Regions from separate parts of the Triticum aestivum genome. Here region 1 is linked to region 2. Evidence: chromatin contacts called from public Hi-C data. All regions are on one chromosome and are shown on one strand. Each heading gives the region's core, a stretch centred on a gene start, on an enhancer-like site or on the middle of the called end of the contact. The rest is flanking DNA. Distances are from core to core; before and after follow the strand shown. Region 1 holds the start of LOC123086920 (calcineurin B-like protein 3). Region 2 overlaps LOC123086917 (ATP-dependent DNA helicase pif1).

The links. Hi-C and Micro-C count contacts between places; a contact is called where the count stands out from the background.
Region 1: a contact with region 2 is called in a Hi-C map of leaf, with 2.9 times the contacts expected there. The contact joins the promoter of LOC123086920 here to the enhancer-like site in region 2. A contact is called at or near these places in 2 of 5 Hi-C or Micro-C datasets (both in leaf).

The regions. Positions count from the first base shown.
Region 1 is chr4A:554,677,261-554,684,066 of IWGSC CS RefSeq v2.1, forward strand. LOC123086920 (calcineurin B-like protein 3) reads left to right here and starts at 5,417. Exons shown (of 8, transcript XM_044508776.1): 1 at 5,417-5,842; 2 at 5,971-6,053; 3 at 6,177-6,236. The coding sequence starts at 5,722.
Region 2 is chr4A:554,503,927-554,511,563 of IWGSC CS RefSeq v2.1, forward strand. The region is part of intron 3 of LOC123086917 (ATP-dependent DNA helicase pif1); the gene reads left to right. Among protein-coding and RNA genes, the nearest start is that of LOC123086917, 9.2 kb to the left of the region's middle. Within about 2 kb of position 3,460, at least 8 of the 8 cell types and tissues checked have an H3K27ac peak or open chromatin away from gene starts, as enhancers often do. A contact at or near this core is called in leaf, where this site is marked.

The DNA of each region.
Region 1 (6,806 bases), core at 4,167-6,666, 180 kb after region 2:
TTCTTGTCTTATACTTCATGTAAAGAGTCATGGTGATATTCACCTTTCCTTTTTACATTTTATCCTTTGGCAAGCACAATGTGTTGGAAAGATCCTGATATATATAGCTAATTGGATGTGAGTCTGCATGAGCTATTATTGTTGACATTACCCTTGAGGTAAAATATTGGGAGGCAAAACTATAAGCCCCTATCTTTCTTTGTGTCCGATTAAAACCCCATACCCATAAATATTGCATGAGTGTTAGCAATTGTGAAAGACTAAATGATAGTTGAGTATGTGGACTTGTTGAAAAGCTCTTATATTCACTCTTTCCTATGTTATGATAAATTGCAATTGTCTCAATGACTGAGATTAGAGTTTGCTAGTTTTCAATGAAGTTTATGATTCACACTTGAAATTGTGATTGAATTGTTACTTTAGCATAAGAGATCATATCACTATATATATGATGCTGTTCTAAGAATGATCATGATGCCCTCATGTCCGTATTTTTTTTATCGACACCTCTATCTCCAAACATGTGGACATATTTTTCGATTTCGGCTTTCGCTTGAGGACAAGCGAGGTCTAAGCTTGGGGGAGTTTATACGTCCATTTTGCATCATGCTTTTATATCGATATTTATTACATTATGGGCTGTTATTTCACATTATGTCACAATACTTATGCCTATTCTCTCTTATTTTACAAGGTTTACATGAAGAAGGGGAATGCCGGCAGCTGGGATTCTGGGCTGGAAAAGGAGCAAATATTAGAGACCTATTCTGCACAGCTCCAAAAGTCCTGAAACTTCACGGAAGTCATTTTTGGAATTTATAAAAAATACTGAGCTGAGAAAATACCAGAGGGGGCCCACACCCTGGCCACGAGGGTGGGGGCGCATCCTCCCCCCTGGGCGCGCCCCCTGCCTCGTGGGCCCCCTGGCAGGCCTCCGGTGCCCATCTTCTGCTATGTGAAGTCTTTCGTCCGAGAAAAAATCATAAGCAAGCTTTCGGGAAGAAACTCCGCCGCCACGAGGCGGAACCTTGGCGGAACCAATCTAGGGCTCCGGCAGAGCTGTTCCGCCGGGGAAACTTCCCTCCGGGAGGGGGAAATCATCGCCATCGTCATCACCAGCGATCCTCTCATCGGGAGGGGGTCAATCTCCATCAACATATTCACCAGCACCATCTCATCTCAAACCCTAGTTCATCTCTTGTATCCAATCTTTGTATCCAAACCTCAGATTGATACCTGTGGGTTGCTAGTAGTGTTGATTACTCCTTGTAGTTGATGCTAGTTGGTTTACTTGGTGGAAGATCATATGTTCAGATCCATTATGCATATTAATACCCCTCTGATTATGAACATGAATATGCTTTGTGAGTAGTTACGTTTGTTCCTGAGGACATGGGAGAAGTCTTGCTATTAATAGTCATGTGAATTTGGTATTTGTTCGATATTTTGATGAGATGTATGTTGTCATCCCTCTAGTGGTGTCATGTGAACATCGACTACATGACACTTCACCATTGTTTGGGCCTAGAGGGAGGCATTGGGAAGTAATAAGTAGATGATGGGTTGCTTGAGTGACAGAAGCTTAAACCCTAGTTTATGCATTGCTTCATAAGGGGCTATTTGGATCCATATGTTTCATGCTATGGTTAGGTTTACCTTAATACTTCTGTTGTAGTTGCAGATGCTTGCAATAGGGGATAATCATAAGTGGGATGCTTGTCCAAGTAAGGATAGTACCCAAGCACCGGTCCACCCACATATCAAATTATCAAAGTACCGAACGTGAATCATATGATCGTGATGAAAACTAGCTTGACGATAATTCCCATGTGTCCTTGGGAGCGTTTTCCTTCATATAAGAGTTTGTCCAGGCTTGTCCTTTGCTACAAAAAGGATTGGGCCATCTTGCTGCACCTTATTTACTTTTATTACTTGCTATTTGTTACAAATTATATTATCACAAAACTATCTGTTACCGATAATTTCAGTGCTTGCAGAGAATACCTTGCTGAAAACCGCTTATCATTTCCTTCTCCTCCTTGTTGGGTTCGACACTCTTACTTATCGAAAGGACTACGATAGATCCCCTATACTTGTGGGTCATCAATGGACTTGGACGGTGAGGAGGCGGTTGCGACGCTGTTGGAGGAGGAAGTCGATGTCGACGCCCAGGACGAAGAGCATCTCATGGTCCTCGCTGCCCTGGCAAGCCTGCTCGCGAGCAATGCAAAGCCGCAGCGAGGTGGCTCGGCGCCGGGCCGGCTGAAGGCGAAGCAGAGGCATCGACTGGAAGGCTATTGCTTGCTCTACTCCGACTACTTTGTCGACGCTCCACTACACAACGACAAAGTATCTCGGTGCCTTTACCGGATGAGCCGAAAGCTCTTCCTCGGGATTGTGAATTCCATCCGGGAGTTCGACAGCTACTTCAAGTGCAAGAAGGGTTGCACTGGCACACTTGGATTCACCTCACTCTAGAAGTGCACGACATCTATGAGGATGCTTGCATACGTAGCTCCCGGTGATTCACTGGAAGACTATGGACGCCTGGCCGAGTCCACGAGCATTGAGTGTTTCTACAAGTTTTACAAGGCAGTGGTGGCAGTGTTTGGACCGCAAAACTTGCGATCACCCAATGCTGAAGACACTGCTCGGATCCTAGCACAAAATGCAGCAAGCGGATTTCCTGGGATGGTTGGAAGCATCAACTGCATGCATTGGAAATGGAAAAACTATCCATTTGCTTGGAAGGGGATGTACAAAGGCGCCAAAGGCGGTTGCAGTGTGGTACTTGAGGCAGTGGCCACACACGACCTATGGATTTGGCACTCCTTCTTTGGTATGCCAGGAACTCACAATGACATCAACGTACTGCAGTGCTCCCTTGTCTTCGCCAAGCTTGTCGAAGGTCATTCTCCTCCGGTGAACTTCGAGGTCAATGGGCGGCACTACAACAAGGGATATTACCTAGCAGATGGTATCCATCCGAGATGGTCCATATTTGTGAAGACTATCTCAAGCCCCGTGCAAGGAGGCAAGAACTCCCACTTTTCAAAGGTTCAGGAGGCTTGCAGGAAGGATGTCGAGCGGGCATTTGGTGTGCTCCAATATTAATTTGCTATTATCCAGTACCCCGCTCAGATCTGATCGAAAGATCAAATGTGGGAGATCATGACTTGCCGCATGATCTTGCACAACATGATCCTTGAGAGCGAGTAGGAAGAGCCAGTGTTTGGAACTGAACCATATTACATGCAGGGGCATCTTTCCCAAGTTGATCACCACCTACCGGCAATCTGGACTACCTTCCTCAATATGCGCTAGGAGATCCGAGACCCACTGGTGCGTCAACAACTGTACCAGGATCTGGTGGAGCACCTATGGAGGCTCAAGGGCAACGCCTAGCTCAACGTGTGATGAAATATGAGTTTTTCTTTGTTGAACTATATAATTTATATTGAACTATTTGATTTTTATTGATTTTCTGTGATGAGCTATGTGATAAAAAAATAGCTTCTGTTGAATTTGTGCCCAAGCACGCCGAATACGGGGCGAAATTGGTCAATTTGCGCCGATAGTGGGCCAATTTGCATCGAAAATGGGCTGAAAAGTGGGCCAATTTGCGCCGGAAGTGGGCTAAAATCGGCGCCTGAGGGCGGCAACTGGGAACCCAATCGCCCGCGCGTCGATTTTTCAGCCGGCGCGCCCCCAGGGCGGCGCTATTTCAAGCCACTGGGGGGTCGAACGGCTGGAGATGCTCTAAGTGTGAGAACAATCTTTTCGCAAAAAAGCATGAGAAGAGTTAGTCTATCTACTTGCAACACATGGTGTACTTGTATTCATGCATCATTATGAATTATCCAGTTCAAAATATTCGAATACACTACTTGATATATCTCTTTTTCATAAATGTGAGCATGTAGTTATTGTTTCGTTACAAGGAGATTGCACACATATTATATTTTTGTTGTGAGAGTTGATCTTAATATGTTCACTATTCTCTTAGTCTTCCTTTTATCAACTCATAGAGATGGGACAATAAAAACCCATATAAACACTTCACTCTATTTTTCACCCTGTGCCTTCTCCCATCACTTATCTCATCCACGCCAACTACAAAACCCTTTTTGAAATAGAGTGAAGTGTTTTTTCTTTCAGAAAATAGCGGTTTGGCTACCACGGCTTACTTGTAGGTAATATACAAGATGAGATGCAAAGAATTGATTGTTTCGTCGTGGCAAACTTGACCCTTTTCAAATCCTTCTCATTCTATCCTCTCGCGCCACTCAATCATTTCGTGCCTTCTCCCATCACTAATATCATCCGCGCCAACTATCAAACCCCATCCAAGTTGACCCGCGAGGCTCTTGAGTAAACTAATTTCATCGCGAAAAAAACTTGCACGCCCGTCTAATATACCCTTCCAGAATCACCTTTCTTTTATCATGGTCTTGCCTCAATCATTTTGTGTCTTCTTCCATCGCTAATCTCATCTGTGCAACTGTCAAACCTAATCTAAGTTGCCATACGAGGCTGTTGAGTAAATCAAATTATATCTTGTTTTCCCATAGTTTCGTGGAGTAGCACTGTCAACTTGCTAGTGTATATCGCAAAATAACATAAAAGCTTGTACGCCATTCCTAACAGACCCTTCCCGAATCAATCTTCTTTTATTGTCTCATGTCCCTCAATCATCTTATGTCTTCTCACACCGCTAATTTTATCTGTGCCAACCTCCAAACCCCAATCAAGTTGGCGTACGAGGTTCTTGAGTAAACTAATTTCATCGCGAAAAAAACTTGCACGCCCGTCCAATATACCCTTCGAGAATCACCTTTCTTTTATCACGTCTTGCCCCTCAATCATTTCGTGTCTTTTCCCACCGCTAATCTCATCCGTGCAACTGTCAAACCCAATCTAAATTGGCGTACGAGGCTGTTGAGTAAATCAAATTCTATCTTGTTTTCCATGGTTCCGTGGAGTAGCACTGTCAACTTGCTAGTGTATATCGCAAAATAACATAAAAGCTTGTACGCCATTCCCAACGGGCCTTTCCCGAATCACTCTTCTTTTATCCTCTCGCGCTCCTCGATCATCTCGTGCCTTCTCCCATCACTAATCTTATCTGTGTCAACCGCCAGACCCCAATCAAGCTGGCGTACGAGGCTATCGAGTAAACCAAATTTTCCCATGGTTCTGTGTCGTAGCACCGACAACTTGCTGGTGTATATCGCAAAATAAAATGAGAAACTTGCTAGTGTGCATGAACCTGTAAACACAACGTGGCCGCACGTCCTCCGTTGGATCGAATAGCAAGGGAGGGGATTGCGCTGACCTAGCTAGTCACGACTCGCCAAAAGGGAAATTCAAAATCGCAAACGCAACAACGGAAACACGCACACGCAAAAAGGAAAAATAAATAAATAGAAGAAATCCTCGATCCAATCCGTTCCAGCCCATACCAATCGCACCACCAGCCGACGACAGGAACCCCCGCGGCGACCCCCTCCGGCCGCCCCTCTGCTCCGCGCCGCATCGGGAAACCCTGCCGCGATCCTCCAGCCACGCCGCCCCCCGCGTGGCCGCTCGGCTCGTTCGGCCAAATCCAGTCCACCGCCCGCGGGGTCCCGATTTGCGGCCAGCCCCCCGCGGATTGCCGCCCACCCTGGAGAGAGAGACGGGCGCTGACGGACGGTTGCGGCGCGCAGTGGTGCTGCCACCATGTTGCAGTGCCTGGAGGGGGTGAGGCACCTGGGCGGCCTGCTCCTCAAGTGCTGCGGCATCGACCTCAAGCAGCCCAAGGGCCTGGAGGATCCCGAAGTCCTCGCCAGGGAGACCGTGTGTATGTCCGCGCCACCAGCTCTCTTTGCTATTAATAACGTCAATCTAAGAATAGTTCTGCTGCTAGCCCAAGCCGCGATTCATTGTGCTCTGTTTATCTTGTGACTGTGTAATGTGATTTGCGTGCAGTCAGCGTGAGTGAGGTCGAAGCGCTGTACGAGCTGTTCAAGAAGATCAGCAGTGCTGTGATAGACGACGGGCTGATCAACAAGGTTAGTGGATCAACACCCATTTCGTCAAAAGTAAAATTGATGTTGCTATCTCGGTGTATTTGTGTATATATCATGAGTGATGAATAACCTGAATTGTGATGCTTGTGCGGTGACATGGTGCAGGAGGAGTTTCAGTTGGCGCTTTTCAAGACCAGTAAGAAGGAGAGTTTGTTTGCGGATCGTGTAAGTCCACATTACACATGTGAACACGAATTTGCTGTTTGTACAGTGAAAATGCCTCTCTGTTGTTTTCTCTTCTTTTTCGTATAATTCTAATGTCATTACTGTGGAGTCACTCTCACTCTCCTTTTGGACATATTATTTGGACCTTGGAGAGAAAGAAGCACTGTTTAACATTCTGTAGGAATCATGAGCTATATATGGCGAAGGGCATCTGCCTAATTGTAGAATCGTGCAGGATTTATGGGTATTCAAGTACGTGTATGGTACTATGTAATAGGATACAGAGGATTTAAAAAGCCTGGAAGTAAATGTACTCACCACTTTCTGGGGACACTTAATTGTCAATAGAATTGCACCAGCTTTGCTAGCTAGGACTGGAAGGAAAGTTATCTCTTTAATTGAACGTTATGATCATTTATACTAAGAGCATAGCACTCCACATCCGAACAGTTTCTCATGAAAAAAGTCCTTCACAAAAGCTGATCACAGTGGCAACACATGCCATTGGCATCTCGCTACACTTATATACACCCTTCAGTCAGGCATTTCAATGATAACTTAAACCTGTAT
Region 2 (7,637 bases), core at 2,210-4,709:
TAATAAAAACCGCCCTTGCTTGAAAGATAAGGTGTGCACAATTTTTTTTTCCAAAAGACTTCCAGAGTGAAACCACTGTTGACGATAAGGGCTTTGTCATGTATAGACGTCGTGATTCTGGTATAAAAATAAATAAGAAGGGCACTGAACTTGATAACAGACATGTTGTTCCGTATTGTATGAAACTGTTAAAGAAATTCCAAGCTCACATCAATGTAGAGTGGTGCAATAAAAGTGAGGTCTTAAAGTATCTTTTCAAATACGTGACCAAAGGAACAGATCGTTCAAACGTTGTTTTCACAAAATACAAAAAGAGGAAACATGGTGCTGCTGATGATGCTAATGACGTGCCAGAAAGTTCTTCTGCCACAAAACGTACAAAGGTTGAGCTGAGGGGAAAATTAGGTGCTAAAAAATATGAAATAGATGAAATAGCTAATTTCCTGAAAGCTCGATATCTTTCTGACAAAGAATCTCTTTGGCGAATGTATGGTTACGATATACACCACCATTACCCTGCTGTTGAACGTCTTGCCTGTCATCTTCCAAACATGAACAATGTTATCTTTAAATCGACCACCAACTTACCATCATTAGTTTCTACACCTTTCCTTTAACGAACATCCCTCACTGCGTGGTTCGAAGCAAATACACAGTTTCCACAGGCTAGATGTTTGACATATTGTGAGTATCCACGACATTTTGTTTGGATTTCAGAACGCCGTAAGTGGGATGAAAGACGAAATGGTACAAAGATAGGCCGCATGTACCACGTACCTCCAAATGTCGGTGACTGTTATTACCTACGAATGCTTCTTATGTATGTGAAAGCAGCTGAGTCGTACGAAGATGTGAGAACCTTTGAAGGTATTGTATATGACACATTTAAAGAAGCGTGTTCTGCAAGAGGTTTGTTAGGTGATGATCAAGAGTGGATAAAAGCTTTTGATGAAGCTGTTCGCTGGGGTATGGGCCGACAGATTCACTCACTTTTCGTTATGATGTTTATCTACTGTGGTATAGGTGACGAGCGTGCTTTTTTTGAAAAATATTGGCAAGCTATGGGCGATGATATAGTATACAACTTGCGACGCAATTTAAATAATAAGTCATACAATGTGCCCGATGACTCTTTAAAACACATGGTTCTACAAGAACTGCATGAATTGTTCCTAAAAAATGGTCATAGCCCATCGAATTACAACTTGCCTCCTCTTGTTGACAGCAGTTCAGATGCATTTGAAAATTGACTGGTTGATGAAGAACTATCATATAATGTACCGGAGCTATTGGTTCAAAGCCCAATCCTATATGAACGGCTAAATACTGACCGACGCATTGCATACCATCGTATTGTCGATAGTGTCACCACTGGCCCAGCAGCGCTGTACTTTGTGTCTGGCTATGGTGGAACCGGCAAAACCTTCCTATGGACTTCTATTACCACATACCTATGATCAAAACGTTTGGTTGTTCTTACAGTTGCATCTTCCGGTGTTGCATCATTGCTTCTTCCTGGTGGAAGAACAACACATTCACGATTTAAAATACCCATTGACATAGATGAAATCACCATTTGTGATATGAAACGTGGTACAATGCTTGCGCGATTGATCAAATCAGCTGCGCTTATAATATGGGACGAAGCTCTAATGAGCCATCGGCGTTGCTTTGAAGCAGTTGATAGATCTATGCGTGATGTGCTTTCTGAAGATAACCAGGAATTAGCTTTGCTTCCTTTCGGAGGCAAGGTAATGGTGTTGGGTGGTGACCTTAGGCAAATATTACCCGTTGTAGAAGGTGGTGTAAGAAGTCAAACTGTTAATGCAGCAGTCACAAGTTCACATTTATGGGCACATGCACAAGTTTTGCACTTAAACATTAACATGAGATTAAAAGCACCATCCCTTGACCCAAATTCTGCTGTCCAGTTAGCACATTTCAGTGACTTTGTTTTGGCTGTTGGTGATGGAACATTCCCTGCAGTTCGTAGAGGTGATGAAACCGAAGCATCTTGGATAGAACTTCGTTTGGATCTTATGATCATGGAAGGTGATAATAAGATACGTGCAATGATAGAAGCTGTCTATACTGACTTTCCTGATAAATTTATGGATCCAACATATCTTTGTGATCGTGCGATATTATGCCCTACACATGACGTATGTGATGAGATCAATGATGTTATGCTAACTATGGTTCCAGAGCAAGCTAGAGAATACTTAAGTTATGACTGCGTCTCAAAAATTTCTGAAAAATTTAGTGATATGGAAGCTATTTACTCAATTGAATACTTGAACATGCTTAGTGTCAACAATTATCCAGAGCATCGTTTGGTTCTGAAAAAAGGTATCCTGATTATGCTCCTGCGAAACCTGAATCCAAGTGATGGTCTTTGTAATGGCACACGAATGCTGATCACAGACTTAGGAGATCGGTTGATTGAAGCAAGGATTCTAACTGGTTCCAACGTAGGTGAAACTGTTTACATCCCTAAGATCATGCTTTGCACCAAAAACAAAAAATGGACATTCAGTCTAGAACGCCGTCAATTTCCAATAAGAGTTTGTTATGCAATGACCATCAATAAAAGTCAGGGGCAATCTCTTAATGTGGTTGGACTTTATCTTAGAAACACTGTGTTCTCACATGGGCAGCTCTACGTAGCTCTGTCCTGTGTCACATCAAGGGCAGGTCTGAAAATTGTGATAGAAGATGATAAGCAGAATTACACAAGGTGGACAAAAAATATTGTCTACCGTGAAATATTTGGATCACTGCAGTAATTCAAAGATGTACACTAGTACAGTATGTATATGTCAATACTGTATAGATATTATCGTTGCACAGAAATGCTTGTCTATTTTCTACACTCACCTACTATGACGTTTACTCAATTTTCTTGGGACCCGCACTTCTATTATATTGGTGTGACGCCCCAAGACCGGCGCTTCAGATGCCTTCCAGGGTCTCCGGGTTTCGTCGTTTGTTTTGTTTGGTTCGTTGCATCATGTGCATTACATCATGTCATCATGCCATCTTTTCTCAAAGCTAACTAAAACTCTCTTAAATAAATTGTGTGGATCTTCGATCCATTTAAATCGAGGGAGTTCACAAGGTGAAATTCTCTTTATAACATATAAAAATCTCCTACTATTTTAGGGAGCTATATTGAAATATTCCATTAGTGTGGAACCACCCTCAAACACACTTGCAGTTTAAATTATATGCCTTTCATGATTTACTTTCCAACCTTCTCCAAACCCTATGCCCAATTCTTTCCCTAACCGTTGCTCTTCTCTCTTTTTCTCCTTTTTTTTTTCTATAAGAGAAGAGAAGTAATGAGAGAGGGAGCCCAGCTACCAACCCATTTGGCCAAGGCCTCTCGCAGCCCATCAGCCAGCCCACCACCAAAGTGGCCCAAGGTCCACCTGCTAACCCTAGCCCGACAACATCTCCCTCATTTCCCTCTAGTGCGCCGCCACCTCCCACGACAACAGCGAGCCCCGCTCGATCCCCTCGCGCACCCCATCTCCCTCGAACCCCTCCTCCTCTTTCGTTCCTCCCAGCGCCGCTAGGAGAGCACCGCACGCACACGCAACCATCGCTCGGTCTTCTCCTCTCGCTCGTCTCCTCTCCCCTTCCTTCGTTCCTCTCGCCCGTGAACCATCTCCGCCTGATCTCCACCTCTCCTCTTGCTTCTCCTCGAGCCAGGGGACGAGCCCCCGCGCCCGATCCCCCCAGCGCCGCGGCGACGACCGAGCCGTCCCCGGCAAAGCCCCTTCTCCTCCACCTCTCTGCGCCTCCTCGCGCGCGCCGTGACCACCCCTCAGGGCCAACATCACCGCCTCTGCTTCGTCGAGCAGCACCATCCACCAGGCCGCCGCATCACCAGGAGCTCTTCTTGCCCCATGCGCCGCCGGCCGTCCATGGTCGCAACCCCGTGTGCTCCGCCGCCCTGCGCCTCCGCCTCACCGGACCTGCTCCATCCTCCGCTGCTGCCGCGAGCCCACCATGGCGCTGCTGCTGGGCTTGCCTCCCGCTGGCCCCTGCTGATGCCATGGCCGCCTCGTCAGCAGCTTGCCTCAGCCTCTCGTGCTACCCCGCCCGGTCTAGCCTCGGCTCCGCTAGCCCCCTGCATCGCTTCCTCACCAGGAGCTGAGCTCCATCCAGTTCGGCGCCACTCCCTGTACAAGTTCAATTGCATCGGTTCGCCTAGGTTGTTCGTCCTCTACTCGCAGCTCCATCCATGGCAGCCTCTGTTCGTTGACCACCGAGACTGAGGCCCTTTTGTGTTGCTTCGCTTTGGATGCGCCAAGATCGTCTCCGACAAGTGTATGACTACATGGTGACTCGTGTGTACCACTACCGTCGCCCCGAAGACGTTGGAGTCATCAAGTACCCCTCCGAACGAATGTGAACGACTACCATCGCAAGAACGGGACCGGCGGGTCCGAAGACCCCAAGTACCACGATAACCCCGAAGGGAGACGAGTTCGTCAAGTTCATCTTCGAAACGTGTACCACTACCGACGACTGAGACCCTGGATTCGACAAATTCCTCACGGTGACCCTGAACATCTACTGGACATGCACGACTTCGAACCGTGTACCACGTCGAACATGTACGGCTACACGACGAACCGCCTATACCCTGAACGACTACCGCCGCCGAAGTTCGCGAGTATAACTACTTCCACAACGCGTCGTGTACGACTATCGTCGCTTGGGTTTGACAAGACTCCGAGTACCACTACGTTTGCCAGGTACAACTACACCAAGTCCGGACCGACCAGTGCCTTGAGAACGTCTGTACCTCTTCCGTCGCCGAGGATCGAAAGTACCACTACGTCCCATCGAACTCGAACCGTCTCGTTTGCACGCTTCGAAGGTATAACCACCGAGATGACCGTCCGTGGGTGAATGCTTGCGATGTATGAGTTGCACCCTATGTTTGCACCGTGTTCGAGTTGTCACTTGCTTGGTCCTCATTGCCATGCCGTCCATCCGTGGGAACCCGGAATCCGGGATCACCCCACCATCTTTTGCATGCATCCGCACACTTCTCCTTTGCATCGGTATCTCAATCGAGTTACCGGAACCGGAACGCTGCCGTGGCACCGTTTTCGTTAACGTTGCCGTGGCACCGTTTTCGTTATCGTTGCCGTGGCACCCCTTTTCTTTCCACCACGGTGACAAATGCTTCATAATGCTTTTGTCAAAATTTTATTAAAAATTGCATAACTTGCACATGTCATCCGCATCATGATAACAACATTTAAAATGCTTAAATTGTTGTTTGCATTTAAATGGCTAAATGCATATGAGGATTGTCCGGAATTGTTGTTCGTTGTTTCCGGCCTCATTTAAACTTGACTAGATAGGTAGTTTTACTTTGCTTCACCCTCTTACCATGTTTAACAACATTTAATATTGTTGGGTACATAAACGAGCTCCACTTAATTTGTAGGTTTGTTTTGTGCATTTTGCCCTGCCTCTTTTAACCAGACATGCATCATACTTGATTGTGCATCATGCCATGTTTATGTGGTGGTTGTTTATTATGTTGTTTGCTTCTTTCCGGTGTGCTTCTTCGGGTTGGTTCCGATAACGTCGCGTTTGTGAGGATTCGTTCGACTACGTCCGTTTATCTTCTTCATGGACTCGTTCTTCTTCCTTGCGGGATTTCAGGCAAGATGGCCATACCCTCGAAATCACTTCTATCTTTGCTTGCTAGTTGCTCGCTCTTTTGCTATGCCTATGCTGCGATACCTATCACTTCCTTATCATGCCTCCCATATTGTTAAGCCAAGCCTCTAACTCACCTTGTCCTAGCAAACCGTTGTTTGGCTATGTTACCGCTTTGCTCAGCCTCTCTTATAGCGTTGTTAGTTGCAGGTAAAGATTGGAGTTTGTTTCATGTTGGAACATGGATATTTTGTTGGGATATCACAATATCTTTTATTTAATTAATGCATCTATATACTTGGTAAAGGGTGGAAGGCTCGGCCTTATGCCTGGTGTTTTGTTTCACTCTTGCCGCCCTAGTTTCCGTCATATCGGTGTTATGTTTCCGGATTTTGCGTTCCTTACACGGTTGGGTTATAATGGGAACCCCTTGACAGTTCACCTTGAATAAAACTCCTCCAGCAATGCCCAACATTGGTTTTACCATTCGCCACCTAGCCTCTTTTTTCTTTGGGTTCCGCAGACTCAAGGGTCATTTTTATTTAAACCCCCCCGGGCCAGTGCCCCTCTGAGTGTTGGTCCACCTTGTCAGCTGCCGGTGGCCACCAGGGGCAACTCTGGGCTGGTCTACCAGAAGTTTGGAGAATCTGAATGTGCCCTGAGAACGAGATATGTGCAGCTCCTATCGGGATTTGTCGGCACATTCGGGCGGTGTTGCTGGACTCGTTTTACCATTGTCGAGGATGTCTTGTAACCGGTATGTCGAGTCTGATCGGAATGTCTTGGGAGAAGGAATATCCTTCATTGACCGTGAGAGCTTGTGATGGGCTAAGTTGGGACACCCCTGTAGGGATTTGAACTTTCGAAAGCCGTGCCCGTGGTTATGGGCAGATGAGAATTTGTTAATGTCCGGTTCTAGAAAACCTGAAGTTGACCTTAATTAAAATGCATCACCCGTGTGTGTAACCGTGATGGTCTCTTCTCGGCGGAGTCCGGGAAGTGAACACGGTGTTGGAGTAATGCTTGACGTATGTTGTTCTAGGATCACTTCTTGATCATAGTTGTTCGACCGTGCTTTTGCCTTCTCTTCTCACTCTCATTTGCGTATGTTTAGCCACCATATATGATAGTCGCTTGCTGCAGCTCCACATCATACCTTTACCCTTCCTATAAGCTTAAATAGTCTTGATCGCGAGGGTGTGAGATTGCTGAGTCCCCGTGACTCACAGATACTTCCAAAACTAGCTTGTAGGTGTCGATGATATCGTGCAGGTGACTCAACCGAGCTCAAGGAGGAGCTCGATGAAGACCTTGTTCGTTCTGTTGTTCCGTTTCCAGTTGATCAGTAGTGGAGCCCAGTTGGGACGATCGGGGATCTGTGTAGCTTTTGGGGTAGTCTTCTTTTATTTTGGTTCCGTAGTCGGACCTTGAGTGTATTTGGATGAATGTAATGTTATATTCATGTAATTGTGTGAAGTGACGATTGTAAGGCAACTATGCATCTCTTTTCCCTTATGTATTACATGGGTTGTTGTGAAGATTACCTCACTTGCGACATTGCTTTCAATGCGGTTATGCCTCTAAGTCGTGCTTCGACACGTGGGAGATATAGCCGCATCGAGGGCGTTACAATTGGTACCTACATTCACCCTTCCACTTCTGTTGGTTCGACTATTTTTCTCGTTAGCTTTTGTCCTTTTGTTAATTTGTAGATGGCTTTGAACTATGTGTCTGATGAGTCGGCAGCAAGTCGGCACTGGTCTGCAATTAGAGTTTATTATGCAATGATGAATAAAAGCCAGGAACATTGTTGGAATGCGGTTGGCCTTTATGTTAGAAAACCTGTACACATGTTGAGCAGAATCACACACGATGGGCAAAAAATACTCTCTGCCATGTTACTGTGATATTTTTTTTGATTTTCTTGCCGCTCACACTTCTATTGTAGT